Regions from separate parts of the Gossypium hirsutum genome. Here region 2 is linked to region 1. Evidence: chromatin contacts called from public Hi-C data. All regions are on one chromosome and are shown on one strand. Each heading gives the region's core, a stretch centred on a gene start, on an enhancer-like site or on the middle of the called end of the contact. The rest is flanking DNA. Distances are from core to core; before and after follow the strand shown. Region 1 holds the start of LOC107929455. Region 2 holds the start of LOC107929460 (probable methyltransferase PMT21).

The links. A called contact is a pair of places that touch in the nucleus more often than the background predicts.
Region 2: a contact with region 1 is called in a Hi-C map of leaf, with 4 times the contacts expected there. The contact joins the promoter of LOC107929460 here to the promoter of LOC107929455 in region 1. A contact is called at or near these places in 6 of 34 Hi-C or Micro-C datasets (hypocotyl, leaf and seedling).

Annotation. Positions count from the first base shown.
Region 1 is chrA08:110,330,819-110,335,206 of Gossypium_hirsutum_v2.1, reverse strand. LOC107929455 reads left to right here and starts at 1,977. Exons shown (of 7, transcript XM_016860882.2): 1 at 1,977-2,311; 2 at 2,402-2,464; 3 at 2,560-2,714; 4 at 2,824-2,949; 5 at 3,348-3,549; 6 at 3,926-4,040; 7 at 4,143-4,388. The coding sequence starts at 2,072.
Region 2 is chrA08:110,526,809-110,531,196 of Gossypium_hirsutum_v2.1, reverse strand. It overlaps LOC107929460 (probable methyltransferase PMT21), which reads right to left and starts at 2,642. Exons shown (of 9, transcript XM_016860889.2): 1 at 2,503-2,642; 2 at 1,588-1,888; 3 at 1,415-1,499; 4 at 1,352-1,412; 5 at 1,058-1,253; 6 at 755-965; 7 at 1-668. The coding sequence starts at 1,866.

The DNA.
Region 1 (4,388 bases), core at 728-3,227:
TTATCCAAAGATCAAATCTATCGTTTTCATATAATTTCATACACGGCTTAAAACATTCACCATAGCAAAGTAGGGCTAGGGCACGAAAAATCATGTAAATAATATAACAGTGATAGATTTGACAATATTTTCTCTTATTCCGCTCTATTACCCTCCTTAATTTAATGTGTTCTATTTGGGTTTTGATATTTTTACGTTTTCATTAATTGTTGAAGCAAGTTTTGAAGTGGCTGATTATGTGCCACTGGAAGTGTCTACTTCTATCACCACAGTGACAAAGTGTTACTTGCTATATTTGATGTTGGCAATTTATTAAAATAAAATCTTTGGACTATGCTGATATTGTGGAATCATTCACATCATCAATGAAGATTAATCCATTTGAAGGAACATATCTTAAGGATTAGGCCAGATCAATTGTACCAAATCCCTTAAATCAATAATGTTGAATCGAGACAAAACTTGACTTATTCCACCTTAAATGTATTGCAACATACAAAACTCATAAAAATTAGTAGAAATTTCAAATTTTATGAATTAATTAAAATTTGAGGTATATATTAAATTATAAAAAGAATTAAAAAAACTATTAATGGTAACAATACGCATAATGACATTTTTGACTCTTGCACTTTTTCAAAAAAAATTAATTAAGCCCCTATGATTTTTTTGCATTCAATTGAACCTCTGAACTAACAAAATTTGCTAAATAAGTCTTTTGACGTGATCGTCAGCAGACGTCACATCAGCACCGTTTGCTGACATGACAATACCACATCACCACTGATCGTTGATGTGATAGTGCCACATTAGCAAAAAAAAAAATTAGAACATTTTAAAATTATTTTAAATAATACATGATGAATCTAGACATACGGTTGTTCAAGTTCATTTGAAAATAGACATCTTATCTGTCTAGATTCTTTTTAGAATTATAAAAAACATAAAAAATGATAAAATTACAAAAAAATATTAAAATTTATAATAATTATTAGAAATTAATTAAAAATAATTTTTTAAAAATAAGTTATTAAAAATCACAAAAAATTAGAAAAAAATATTTATAAAATTGTTAGAAATTAATTAAAACATAAAATTTTAGAAAAATAATTTATTTTCATAAAGTTTTACAAAAATTATTTGCTCATTTATATTAAATTATTTCACTAGTATAACTTATTTCCAAGTATATCAAACATTGATATATTTTTTTTCTCTTGTAAACTATTAAAAGTTCTTCAAAAATGTTAGGCCTTGTTAATCATCAATGGTTTTTTTTTAATTAATGATCAATAGCTATACTTTAATACAAATGAGAAAAATATTTTTTTATAAAATTTTATAAAATATTTAATTTATTTTAATAGTTTTTATGGTTTATAGTTAATTTCTAACCATTTTTTTATAAAATATACATTATTAATTTTTATGATTTTTAATAAATTTTTTTTATAAATTTTATAAAATTTATGGTTTTTAATTAATTTATAATAAATATTATAAATTTCCATTTTTTATAATTTTTTATTTTTTATAATTCCAAAATAAATCTAAAGAATTGTTTGTCCAAATTCATTGTAAATTAATCTTAAAAAATAATTTTAAGAATTTTTTTCACTATCACATCAACATCAACCTTTAGTGATGATGTGCCTTTAGTGATGAGATGGAACCGACATGTTAGCGACTAGTGATGATGTGTCACTACCACGTCGGTAAATGGTGATGACGTGGGTGCCTATTAATGACCACATTATCGTTGCTGATTGAAAGACCTTAATTAAAATTTTTTGAAAAAAATTGAAGGCCCATTAACCTATAAATATTGAACGCTTGAAAAACTACAGCAGGCTTGATTTGATAATTAGAAGGGAAGAGTGGACAATCATAAAATCGATAGGCCCATAAAGACTGGGTGGGCCAGCCCGATCCGGCAATCCCAAGTCCCGAATCTGGCACTAGATATTAGAAAATTTGGGAATGGGAGTAGAAGAGGACGACGAAATCTGATACTCCTATTTTGGTAATACAAAGAAAATTTTATTGAAAGAAGAAAATCGCGAGTGATAGGATGGATGGAATCGGAGAGGAGGGGGGAGGAATAAGGCTGAGAAAGAAGTTCCCCGATGACAACAAGCCTGGCTCTTCCGCCGAAGTTGACTACAAGACAAAAGCCGGCACCGCTTGGAGCCATTCCTATCTCAACCAGAAACCATGGCATCCCCTCTCCTACCCTAACCAACGCCGCAAATGGATCGCTGAGCAGACCCATGCCCAGCGCGTGCGCCGTGCCGATGAAGTCGCTCGCGAGGTTGGTCTTTCTTTTTATTTATTATTCTACTACTCTCTCTCTCTCTCACTTGCCCTAGCACTAAGCATTCTATCTTATGCTTTGATGCAGTATGCCCAAGAGCAAGAATTCTTTCGCCAGACGGCTCTAATTTCCAAAAAAGAGAAGGAAAAGGTTTTGAATATGATCCTATCTAAGTGGTTTCCCTTGATTTCTATCTTCATTCTTTTGGGGACTAAATTACCCGAAAACCCTTATTGAATTCCTAGGTGGAGATGATGAAAGCTGTTAGCTTTATGTATGTTCGTCCGCCTGGTTATAATGCTGAAAGTGCCAAAGCGGCCGAGATTGCTGATGAGAGGAAAAAAACTGATCATAACAACGTATCCGATGATCATTCTACCGATGTGCCTTCCACAGCAATGTAATTTTGATTTGAATATAAAACTTTTCATGTGTTTTCCTTGTTTTATTTTAAGCTAATTTTCATATTTGTGAAATGGCTTTCTCAATTTATTAGCTTCATCTTGCAGGCAGCCGGAATCTTTGCCCGGTGGAGGTGCTACTACTCAAGAGAAACGGAAATCAAGACCTAAAGATGTTTTTGGACGTTCTTTACCAACAGAGGAAGAGTTTGAAGTTCTTAAAAACGCTCCACGGTATGTATCAATAGTAGCTTCTGCATATTAACCAATGGTAAATTGAATATACCTGCATGCACTACCGCACAATCTTGGCTAGTAAACCAAAGAAGATATGATCTATTATGGAAAAAAGCAGACAGTTCGATTTGATTTGATTTGATTTGATTTCTATTGCTGAAATAAGCTATTTGATTGTTTTTTTCCATGGTCACGCTGTGCAAATGAATTTTATTGTTGTACTGAGCAATGAAACTGGCTTACTCACATGAGGAAGCTCAAGCTACATCTTTTTAAGGAATGTTAAAACTAACCATCTTATAACAAGGGCAAAATATATTCATCTCATGATTACATTATTATAACATGAAAATACATTTTATAACTTCTATTTGACACGATGATGGAACTTTCAGGCTGGAGACTGGTGTTCCTGGTAGGGTTAAACCATTTGCTGTTGAAGTCCGTAATGTAAAATGTCTTAGATGCGGAAATTATGGTCACCAGAGTGGTGATCGTGATTGTCCATTGAAGGATGCTATAATGCCGAATGAAGAGAGTCGCTTAAAAAGAGATGATCCATTGACTGCTATCATGGCCCAAATGGATCCTACTGAGGTTGGTATTACTTCTTTTTTGGTTCTGTTGAAATTATTGAAAGGTATTAAAGCTTTATTGCTCCAAATAATACATCTTTTGAAAATATGGGAGCTCTGTCTGTCATCCTGTCACTATTTTTATCAGTATAGAATAATTGTTGTGTTTTAAGTCAAGGCTAAAGCCATAAGGAGGAGGCCATAAGATTTTGAAATGTCTGTTTTATAGGGAAGAGCTGTAACTTAAACAGGATCAAGAACTAAAATACTTCTTTGACAATGTTAGAAATTTTTGAAAGAAGTTTTTTTGCACTAAGAAAGCAACAATATTTGTCTTCTCATCCGTTTCTTTGTTATTCATTTGGTTATCGCCATGATATGTATCCCATTTTTTGCAGCCTCTGAAGTGGGAGCTAAAGCAAAAACCAGGTATGAGTCCTCCTCGCGGTGGATTTCAACCAGATGATCCCAATCAACAAATAGTTGCTGAGGATATATTTGATGAGTATGGAGGTGAATACTTTTATCTATTGAAGGATCATTTACTGACAATTCCAGCTCATAAGATATAAGCAGCTACATACTAACCGTTATCCTTTTAAAAAAAAAAACCAGGATTCCTTAGTGGGGGTAATATCCCTGATTTGTTGACTAACATCTCGTGCAAACCCAAGAAAAGGAAGTCCTCAAAAAAAAGTAAACACAAGAGGAATTCATCTCCAAGTACTTGGGATGCCGATGTTCCTAATCAAGATGGCTTATCCTCAAGTTCTGATGATGATGAGAAGAAGTCAAAGAAGAAGAAAACCAAGAAGAAGAAATGGCGGAATTATTCTGGGTCAAGTTCTGATGATGGTGCAG
Region 2 (4,388 bases), core at 1,393-3,892, 200 kb before region 1:
ATAAGTGCCAACAAGGCCCCGGTCAAAGACAACTGGTAATGTGTTGGCAGAGTAGGAAGAGACTACATTCATGACCCACAAGGGATTATCAATGAGAGCTGCAGCTAAACCTCCATAGACTGTATTCATGTCCATAACATTTCTAATCTTATCAGTCCCAATAGCTGGGAGGATCTTTTTGTAGTGCTGGGCTCGCATTTTCCACTTGCTGTCATCGCGCTTTAAAGCATTGCCACTCCCACCAGGAACATCTGAAATGCGCTCAGGTGCGATGTTTAACCTCTGTGGCCACTTTGGCAGGGAACCCACGGATGACCTCTTAAGCTTTTGTCTTGGAGATATAACACATGGGCGTAACGGAGTGTACCATGCTGCATCCGGTTCGATACTGTCATCACACGTGGCTGGATAGACATCTGGACCGGTGAGCTTCTCATAGCAGCCAATATCTGAAGATTTCTGCCACACAGCAATATCATCCTGTGTAGCATACACTGTAAAGCACATTGATGTCAATAAGTCCTGCAACTTTTCTAAAGCTGCTCTCTGCTCTTCGATAGTTGTATTCCATCCTTGATAGCGGTGTTCGTAGTTTATAGGAGGGCCAGACAAGACCCAGAAACCACCTGGGCGGAGTATTCGATGAACTTCAAGGAGATAAATTCCACCTGAAAACCAACAACATATCCAAAGCAATGTGTTACTTGGTGGATAAGGAAGGAACATCATAAACAATGAGGAATACTCATTTTACCAAATTCAGTCCATGGGATAAGGCATCTTGAGCAATGAGCCATATCAAATGAGCTTGAAGGGAAAGGAAGGCGCTGTGTAGAAATGACACCAAGGATTGCTGGTATCCCACGTTCTAGCACGAACTGGACCTGAGCTTCATGATTATCTCTCGGAGCAAGAGAAAGCGTCAGAATTCCACGATCTAATAGATCGCCCCCCCAACTTGCTACCTGGAATCAAAAGAGTTTTAAATCTATAATGGGATGAGGGAAATGAGAAGAAACAGTTGGAACTCCACACGCTTTCAGAAAATGCAACTCACCCCACAACCGGTATCAATTGCAGTTCGAACTGTGCCATCTCTCATTTCAGGGATCAGATCCTGCATTAAATTAACATATGCACCCACTCCTTTAGGGAACATAGTACCACCACCAGGGAAAAGGAACTTCTCCCCTTTTTTCTTCAGCCAATTCTGATTAGACTTCTGCTTGTTGATCCAATCGTACGGGACGTTCCTAAAAAGAGCAGATCAACGTGTGTCGTAACAACACAATCGACCCTCTAAACATAAATCACACCGAAACCAGAAAATAGCTATAAAAATAAACAATACCTGTACCAACATTCTTTCCGACTCTTTGGCCATCTGATTGGTGGTTTGTATCCTACAGGGGTGGAACCAAGCATTCCTTCCTCTCATACAGCGGAGGACAGTGGCGTTCCAAGAAAGTAAGCCGACGGTAACCGTACTTCTTCCACCTCTGTAGCAACAAACATAAGTCATATCAGTATAGCATTAAAAACTAAGCATCTTGCAACACCATTAGAGGAATGATCATGTGCCGTTACCCTGGGATCGGTGCATGGAGTGTAGTCTTGATAATCGATGCTGCATTCCGAGAAGGTAACAGATTTGATTTGAAGGGCATTTTCTGCAGAATATTCGGGCGAAGAAACAGCCTTGGAAAGCTCTTGGACTATCTTCCCTTCCAATAAGCTTTTCTCAGAACAGAAGATTCCACCAAGATAGAACGATAACCCGCATAACGCGAAAACCAGTAACGTTACAGGGATAATCTTCAAAGCTCTATCAGATTGGGACTGATTCTTTTCATCTTTTTGCTTCATGATTTCAGAAATAATCTAGCTACTGCAAAATTCGGAATGCCACCAATCAACATATACGCTCAAGCACAAGTGATACAAAATCAACAAGGCAATGCAACATCACAAAAGACCATGAAAGCAATGCTGACCCTAAGACAAGACCCTTGAAAGGTGTTAAAAAAAAACATGTAGATCTAAATACCAACCACCACCTACATGTCACTTTGCCTTTATATATATTTCACAAGATATATGGACCCCTACTTACATGGTCCCATTCAAAAAGGCAACAGAGAAATAAACAAACAAACATGAATTCCAACAATTTCCTTGACATTGAAGAAAAAGGTTGAATGATTTCATTTTCAATATGCATACCCTTGAAAACAAACATGTAACCTGTTCACACAAAATTTTTGCAGCAATAAGAAATGAGAAAGCACAAAGAAGAAAAGGTTTCTTGTTTGACTAGGAGGTGATTTGAATTAATATAGATAGGAACCTAATGATAGTAATTCAGAGGGAGAGGGCAACAAAGGTAGAAGAGAGAAGAACCACAAGTTCATGGGATTTTCAAATATGGGGTAAAGGTAAAAACCAAGTCTTTCCCAAAGAGATATCTAAAAATAGGAAATTTATACAGAAAACGTGCTTCACCAGAGAAAAAAGTGTTTCACATCTGTCCAGCCAATGCAAAGCATAAACCCCCCAAAAATGAATGAACAAAAAAGAAAATTGCAGACACACCCTAGTAGTAAAAAAGAGAACCCAGAAAAAGAAACATAATTATATTACTAAAAGAGTGAGATTGTATTTGGATTTTTATTTGTTGTACCTTTCTAATCTCTCTACAAAGAAATGAAAGAAAAATATTATAGTGCAGGGATTTGCATTCAACACACCGAGACATCGCCTGCAAATGTGTTATAAAAAAAAAAAAAGCTCAACCTTTCAATAAAGTGTGGGGAAGAGTGATAATTTTGTAAAGAGGAGTTGAATCACACGGAGTGAAAAGAGAGTGTTGAAGATCCTATCATAGCGTGCCACATAAGGGGTTGAAGACAGGGAATTTGGTTGCCTTGTTCATGGGTTGTTCAACAGTTGATGTCGTTGATCCTGTGATTTTAATGGCAGCTTCTACTTGGCTTTTTAATTTGTCCTTCACCCTTTTTCAGGCCTTAAATAAAGATTCTGCTCTGTTTTTCACCTAACAATTCCACGACATACACACATTTATACTCGAATATGGTGAATAATATAACAAAATTTAAAATTTTTATCTCCATTTAAAGATAATTTTGACTCCATTTCAAAATTAATTGATAAGTATGAATTCAAGAATTTGTTGACATAAGATAGGGATCTTCCGTTGTTTTTACTTCTTCCCCACGTAATTTTCAATTATAACTAACAAATGAACAACACTATAATAGCAAGTCGCATTATATTTTCGAACAAAAAATGTAAATTTAAAATTTGAAAGTAACATTATTATTATTATTATTATTATTTCAGAATGTATGTATTAAGTGATTTTTGTAGATAATACATTTGTGTATCACACCATGTTATCTTTTATTATTAATTTGATTTTTTTTAAAAAGTAAATAAAAAATATGAAATAAAGAGATGGAAATTATACATTGACGTAGACAAATGCTTTGGTATTCCACAAATTCCATATTAAACTATATATGAAAACAAGAAAAGATTTTCTTCTATTTGTTTATTTTCTGCTTTATTCTCTCTTAAATATTAAAAAAAAATGGAAAAGGCATCCATTTGAATTTTGGATTATATTCCATTTAAAAATTATTTAATTCAAGTTTTTCTAATTAGTTTATTAAGAATAAATTATTGCATATGATCTTATCAACATAAATATTAGATAAATACAAAATATGCCTTTTTCCTTTGTATTAAGTTGTATTTACCATTTAAGCAAATAGCATCAGCATGTGTTAGCGTTTAATCTGCTACGGAGTGAGGAATGAGGATGCCGTCTCATGTGTATTTTTTTTCTTCTCTTTTTGGGGTTTAATCTTGGATTTTTTGTTTTTAAAAAAATTCACAACATGATATAGTTTTTAAATTATTGCAAAATTTAATCAAAAATTAAAATTGCTTAAGATCCATTAAAAAACTTGTATGAAGTTTACCATTTATGCTTATATGAACAGTGACAGATTTAGAAATATAATTTAGGGGTAAAAGTAAAGTAAAAAATATTTTGAAAATTAAAATTAAATTATATATTTTTATGATAATAAAACTGTAATTATATTATTTTAATGATTTATATATTTTATCATTTTTTAGTAGGACGAAATTTAATTTTATCATTATTAATGAATTTTTTTTTATTTTAAGGTGCGGGGGCCTGTAAACCCCTTTAGATCCACCCTGGATATTATAGTTTTTAGTTGATTATGTTTAAATAAATTGTTTAATTAAAGTAGTTGATGATGACATAAAAGCTTCAAAATTAATAGTAATGATTTTAGTTGCTTTAATATTTGCTGGTTTTGTTACGCTGGATTTCC